Regions from separate parts of the Mus musculus genome. Here region 1 is linked to region 2. A link is a contact called in public Micro-C data. All regions are on one chromosome and are shown on one strand. Each heading gives the region's core, a stretch centred on a gene start, on an enhancer-like site or on the middle of the called end of the contact. The rest is flanking DNA. Distances are from core to core; before and after follow the strand shown. Region 1 has its middle 13 kb from the start of Gm32235. Region 2 overlaps Cpm (carboxypeptidase M).

Evidence for each region. A called contact is a pair of places that touch in the nucleus more often than the background predicts.
Region 1: a Micro-C map of B cells shows a contact between it and region 2, with 1.9 times the contacts expected there. The contact joins two enhancer-like sites. A contact is called at or near these places in 11 of 39 promoter capture datasets (the C10 cell line, HPC-7-derived erythroid cells, embryonic stem cells and 5 more), 1 of 15 datasets of contacts at CTCF or cohesin (pro-B cells), 12 of 484 Hi-C or Micro-C datasets (B cells, Th1 cells, cerebral cortex and 6 more), 5 of 115 datasets of contacts at active chromatin or transcription factors (embryonic stem cells, intestinal villus epithelium, large pre-B cells and 1 more) and 3 of 9 other capture datasets (adipose tissue, liver and pancreatic islet).

What each region holds. Positions count from the first base shown.
Region 1 is chr10:117,570,330-117,573,260 of GRCm38.p6, forward strand. No RefSeq gene overlaps it. Among named protein-coding and RNA genes, the nearest start is that of Gm32235, 13 kb to the left of the region's middle. Within about 2 kb of position 1,407, at least 84 of the 459 cell types and tissues checked have an H3K27ac peak or open chromatin away from gene starts, as enhancers often do. A contact at or near this core is called in B cells, Th1 cells and memory CD8 T cells, where this site is marked.
Region 2 is chr10:117,638,436-117,641,615 of GRCm38.p6, forward strand. All of the region lies in intron 2 of Cpm (carboxypeptidase M), which reads left to right. Among named protein-coding and RNA genes, the nearest start is that of Cpm, 11 kb to the left of the region's middle. Within about 2 kb of position 1,721, at least 60 of the 459 cell types and tissues checked have an H3K27ac peak or open chromatin away from gene starts, as enhancers often do. A contact at or near this core is called in B cells, Th1 cells and memory CD8 T cells, where this site is marked.

The sequences.
Region 1 (2,931 bases), core at 157-2,656, 68 kb before region 2:
AGTTCTTACAGGCACCTGTGTAAAAGTGTGACTACAGGACACAGTGCTCCGTGAGATGGCGACTCACTGGAGGGCTGCCCAGAGAGAGGAATACCACAGTCCAACACTGGCACTAGTGACTTGAGCTAGCAGTTTGTGTGACCCCACAGAGGTCAGACAGCAACGTGCTTGACTTAAGATGCCCTGTGGTGTCGGAGGCTGAGACATCCTAGAGGACCTTGATGCAACCAATGCCTAGGAACCACTGACTTGGAAAGCATCATTGCTTTTATACAGTATTCTTTAAAAAAAAAAATCTTGAATATTTATTTGTTGGCCAGAATTGCTTTACTAGTGGAGAACACTCAGTGAATGATAAAACTCCAAAAAGAAAGTGGAAATTATGAAAAACAAACAAACCAACCACTGAAATCTGAGAGTGTGTCTTCCTTCCTGAATTATCTATCACCTGCCATGTGAAAATTTGTCAGAAAAGACATTTTCCTTTTGAGTTATGGCCACTCACTAAAGTTTTGTTTTGAGTGACAGCGTTTGGATCTAGTGGCACAGCAATGAGTTGATGAAATTCACTCCCAGGGCAAAAGCTTAAATGTTTCTCCCCCTCTCCCTCTTCCTCCCCTCCCCTTCCCCTGCCCCTCCCCTCCCCCCTCCTCCTCCTCCTCCTCCTGTTCTTTTTGAACACAGGAGAGTGAGGACAGAGAGAAAAGGGCAGAAATCGTCCTACCCTCACATACACAGCTATTTTAAAATATAATTACACATTTGGCAGATGTCTCTATTAGATTGCCTGGAGGCAATCGCATTTGCATCAAACACTTCAAGGCAGGATGTTAAAGAAGCACCGGGCTGGTCAGAGCGTGGGCTGGAAAGGACCAAAGTCTTTGGGCTTGCACTTGGGTTTGCACTCCGAGCCTTCAATCCACCTCGCTCTGCACCAGCTTTTTGGTGGGGCAGTGCGAGTCTCTTCAGCTCTCCTTTCTGCATTAACCACCTTTGTTTTTCCGTCTCTGGGTCCCAGGGTGAAACCAGCCTCCCATCAGGACGGATTTGCTCTGAGCCCAGAGACTACCAAATATCCAATCATTCAGGACGGAGAAGGCGGGGAGGGGAGGCAATCGTTCGCCTAGCAGGAACCTGGGCACATATGGCTCTCCTGGGGGTTCCCTATGAGTCAGAGCCAAAGGCGAAGCAGGTTGTGAACTCTGCAGCGGAGCAGTTGCAGAACCAGAGGTGGACTTTCACATTTGCTCCCAGATGCCCGAACTCGAGTTTCCTTCTACTGAAATCCGAGCTGGTGGTAAAAGGCATAAAAGTGGCTGCATTAGGAGCTGGCTCACAGTCAGCACTTTCTCCTTGAACAGCAGGAAGGGTTTGCACTCGGCTCGAAAAGCAGCTGTGCGAACATTTCAAGCAGCTGGGTTTGGTGGCGGCCGTAGACGCTTAGCGATGCTCCATTTCTGGAGCTAAGTTAAGCGCTCCAGGCTTGCTTGCTTGCGAGCAAAGGTGACTAGGGAAGCAGGCTCAAAGGCAAACAGCGAAAAGAACCAGGTTCCCCACCTACCGAAGTGAAAATCTTTAACAAACTACCTAAAAGGGGGTGGGCGGGGTGGGGTCGAGCCATTGTATTTTAAGTTAGGAATTAGTTCTTTAATGCTGTAGGCAAAGCACTTACCTGATAGGGCTTATCTGTTGGCTGGAATTCATCAAGGTAATGGGTTTGTTTAATGGTGTTTGCAAAGTTCAAATCTGCTGTGGGAAAGATTCAACTCGTTTGCACCATCATTAAGGAATGAATGAGAGTCATAGCATTTAGGACTGAATGCTACACCAGGAAGGAGCATCCTTTGAGCTTTTCTCCCTGAGGTTCCCAGGCAGGATTCCAGCCTTCGGGAACCAGGGATGACTAATTCAGTGCAATTGCCAGAGCTATGGAAATGAAACACCCGCGCAAAGCTCTCCCTTTGACTTTAGAAGCTGATGAATCCACAGTAGAGCTGGGGTATGAACGTTTTTTCCAAGGGGCAAGGAAGAAAAACCATTTGCCCTTAATTGTACCATTAATGGACTGTCATGCTAGCTTCAGCTATCAGGAGAGCCCATAACTATTGTCGGAGAAAGGATGGGGAGGCAGACCCACAGCAGGCATCAGGTGGAGTCTAGTTCAGACTTGTGCAAGAAGATTGCTTTAGGAATGGCAGAAATGGAAAAAAATAGGTTCTGTGGCTTCAGCTTCTACTACAGAGGAAAAAAAAAAAAAAAGAAAGGGTACACAGAACACTTATTACTTGCATTGTACAGCAGCCTGACAGCCTTTTGTGAGTTTGCAGAGGAAGGCGGGAACCATCGACATTTCTTTTGGGGGCCACAAGAATAGCGACCCAGACACAAGAACATTAGGAAGGTCCAGGGTAGACTCCTCAGATATGGGACCTCATGTGCAGATGTTATTAGAAGCTGTAACAGTAACACACACACACACACACACACACACACACACATTCTTTCCTCCTTCGGGCCTCGAACCTCTGCTGATCTGCACAGGGCTAGCTACTTTTTTTCATTTACTACCACAACGCACGAATTTATTCCAGCCACCAGTCTCCTGCTGCCATATTACTCTGCTCAAATGCCTCGGTCACGCTTACTACTTTACAAGACGGAAATCAGGGTTCTTACATACAGCAGATACCTTTTCATCTAAGGTGAGAATAACCTGGGGGGCTGGAGTCCCAGGAAGCCAGCAGCCACTGTAGTACCCCCACCCCCTGCTGGAGGCTTCTGAGTCCTTTGTCTCTTGAGCTCAAAGAACGGGTTCCATGGATAATGTGAGGGTGAGGTTTTAGAAAGGAGTGTATTAAGTGAGTGTATGTGGCAGCTTAAGAAGTAGGAAGAGGGCAGAGGTCCTGTATAGGAAAGGCAGGTGCTGAGAAA
Region 2 (3,180 bases), core at 471-2,970:
ACAAAGGGCTTGTTCAGTTGAGGGCAATTCCTTTCTTTTTCCTCTCGCTCCTTTGGAGTCAAGTGTAATAATGATAATTTACAGGTCTGCACAGTTGCCTCCAACTTGTGAGAAACAGAAAGGAAATTAGGAAATGCCTCATTCACTCCAGTCGCATAGCAAATCTTACTTGTAAAGGTTTTCAGGCAGTGGTGAGATGTCCTAGCACAACACAGCATTTGCAGAGACTTCCAGGTCTCTTATGTAGAAAGCCCCGTGGCCAATTGATTCTTTTTTTTTTTTGAATTTATTTATTTTATGCATATGAGTACAGCACCATTGCTCTCTTCAGACACACCAGAAGAGGACACCTGACCCCATTACAGATGGTTGTGAGCCACCATGTGGTTGCTGGGAATTGAACTCAGAACCTCTGGAAGAGCAGTCGGTGCTCTTAATTGCTGAGCCATCCCTCCAACCCCTGGCCAATTGATTCTTGATGGAAAGCAAGGGCCAGTCCTCTCTGTGCAGGCCCATAATAAATTAAGAATGGTTGGATAGAGTCTGCCTGGCTATCTCACACTTGCTAACAGGGGGAAGCCAACAAAAAGGAACATAAGGGTTGCTCATAAAGGTTGCTCGTCAGGGCTAGGAAGCTCTCTGTTTGTAAAGTGATTGCTGTGAAAGTCGGAGGACTTCGTAGAACGCACCAAAGCCAGGAGTGCTCCTGTGATCTCAGCACACCCATAGTGAGATTTTTTTTTTCCACAACAGGGTTTTTCTGTATAGCCCTGGCTGTCCTGGAACTCACTCTGTAGACCAGGCTGGCCTTGAACTCAGAAATTCGCCTGCCTCTGCCTCCCGAGTGCTGGGATTAAAGGTGTGCGCCACCACGCCGGGCTTTGGAGATTTGTTCTTGAAACAGAACCAGTGGCATGTGCTACCAGAAGGACTGGAAATGTGAGGAAGAGAGAAAAATGAAAGATGACCCTGGAGCAAATGCTTTAACCCTGAGGCTACGTGCTTTGGCAGCTCAGAGCATTCATGTTATCTATTAAGACAGAGAAAACTAGTAGAGACCAGTTCTGGGGTGATTTCAGGAGCTCAGACACAAAGGCCGGGCATGGTGACACACGCCTTTACTCCCAGCAGCACTTGGGAGGCAGAGCCAGGAGCATCTCTGTGAATTCAAAGCAGGCTCCATCCACATAGTGAGTTCCAGGCCAGCCTGGGCTACATGGTGAGTCCCTACCTCAAGCCCAAACAAAACAAGCCTCTGATTTAAACAGCTTACTTAATCTTCAAGTCCTCAGCAGATCTTCAGCTGGGCTTCGGAGGGGGTTTATGTAAATGGCACTCAGGAGAAGTTTGGCTGTGAAAATGAACTCGGTGATCATCTACTGCCGATATCAGCAGCCCTGAGAAGAGCGAAACTACCCTACAAGAGACTGAGGACCGAGAAAAGGCTAGAACAGAGCTGAAGGCTAGCCCAACGCTTATAGTCTGGTAGAGCCAGGAGCCAGCAAAGGAGGGGAAATGAAATCAGGATGGAGACCGTGGGGGGCGGGGAGGGGGGAAGGGAACGGACCCTAAGAGTCGTGCCACAGGACGGTGGAGGCACCCAAGGTCACGTGACTGCCACCACCAGGGATTTTTAAACAGGACGCAGGAGGTACCCAGGGTCACGGGACTTCCACCGGGGATTTTCTGGAAGGACTGTGTTAAGTCAAACTAAGCTCCTCCCCGAGGCTGAGCGTGCAGCAAGGGCCCGGCGCAGAAGCAGCAGGCTCAGGCTATGGTGGCAAGAGAGTGAGCACAGGTTCTGCCCCCCTCAGGGACTTGTTCCCAACCAGCTGTAAACCACAGAGACACGTGAACAATCCCTCCATTCAGGGAAGCCCAACGAAGAAGCCGCGGAGTTCACAGTTCAGTTTGACTGTCCGCAGGAGTGTAGTACCAGCTATGCACTCCATCATTGTAAACCACGCTCTTATCCTGACCCACTGCCTTGGGGTGGGTTCAGGACACAGAAAGAATGAAACTAGCACACAGTTCAGGACTGCAGTGTTCCTTTTGGTTCAGGGTCATTGACAGGACTGCAGGTGTTCCCAAAGATAAGCAAGAACCAAGAAAGGCAGACTTGACGGTGACAACCATTTCCTCTCAAGGTCATGGTTAATATTAAATGTTGCTGGGAGTCAAAACTGAGAGCCATAAACTTAAGTCATATAACCCAAACTGTAGTTACTAAAATTCCATTTTTCTGTTTACAGACTGGGTTGCTTTTAGCAGTTCAGTACCTAAAATTCAGAGCCTAGAAATATAGAGGTAAAGACATTAGACACAACCCCTGCCCTGAAAGGATTGGAAGAACAGGAGAAAAGCAAGACAACTAGTAAACAGATATGATTAGTTCTGTGGGGGCAGCAGAGGGTAACGGGAAAGAAAAGGATGGTCAGCCAGGAGCAACAGGAAAGGCAGGGCAGACCGTGGGCCTGGGGCTGAAGGAGCCATCAACCTGGAGGAACAAAAGAAGCTCGCTGTGGCCAAGGGGAGACCGGAAGGCGTGTGGACTGAGGGTCTTAACCGTGCTGTGTCAGCCATCCTTGGTTCATCCAAAGGAGACACGACCATCTGGGCTTTATGCCTGAGGGGAAGGTGACCGGTGCATTTCTTCGATCGGAAAAACAAATTTTTAGCAATTTTATAATGTAAAAGGTTATTTTCTAGAATTAATTTTATCTCCCCACTCTATGTGTGCTAGTCTTAGTGTGGAGGTCGGGGTCAGCTTTTCAGGATTGCTTCTTTCCACCGTGTGGATCAAACTCAATTTGTTTGTTGACCCTTTATAAGAATAATATATATGCTGGACAGTGGTGGCGCACGCCTTTAGTCCCAGCACTTCAGGGGCAGAGGCAAACAGATTTCTGAGTTCGAGGACAGCCTGGTCTACAGAGTGAGTTCCAGGACAGCCAGGGCCACACAGACAAACCCTGTCTCAACCCCTCCCCACCAAAAAAGAATGTGTGTGTGTCTATGTGTGTGTGGTGTGTGTGTGTGTGTGTGTGTGTGTGTGTGTGTGTGTGTGTATTCATTTTCTACCAGATTAGATCTTAGTTACCAACAGGTTTGGTTCATTAGCCAAAATGCATTTTGGCAATTCACTTATGAACCCGTTTAATCCATAGTTGTTCATTGGGC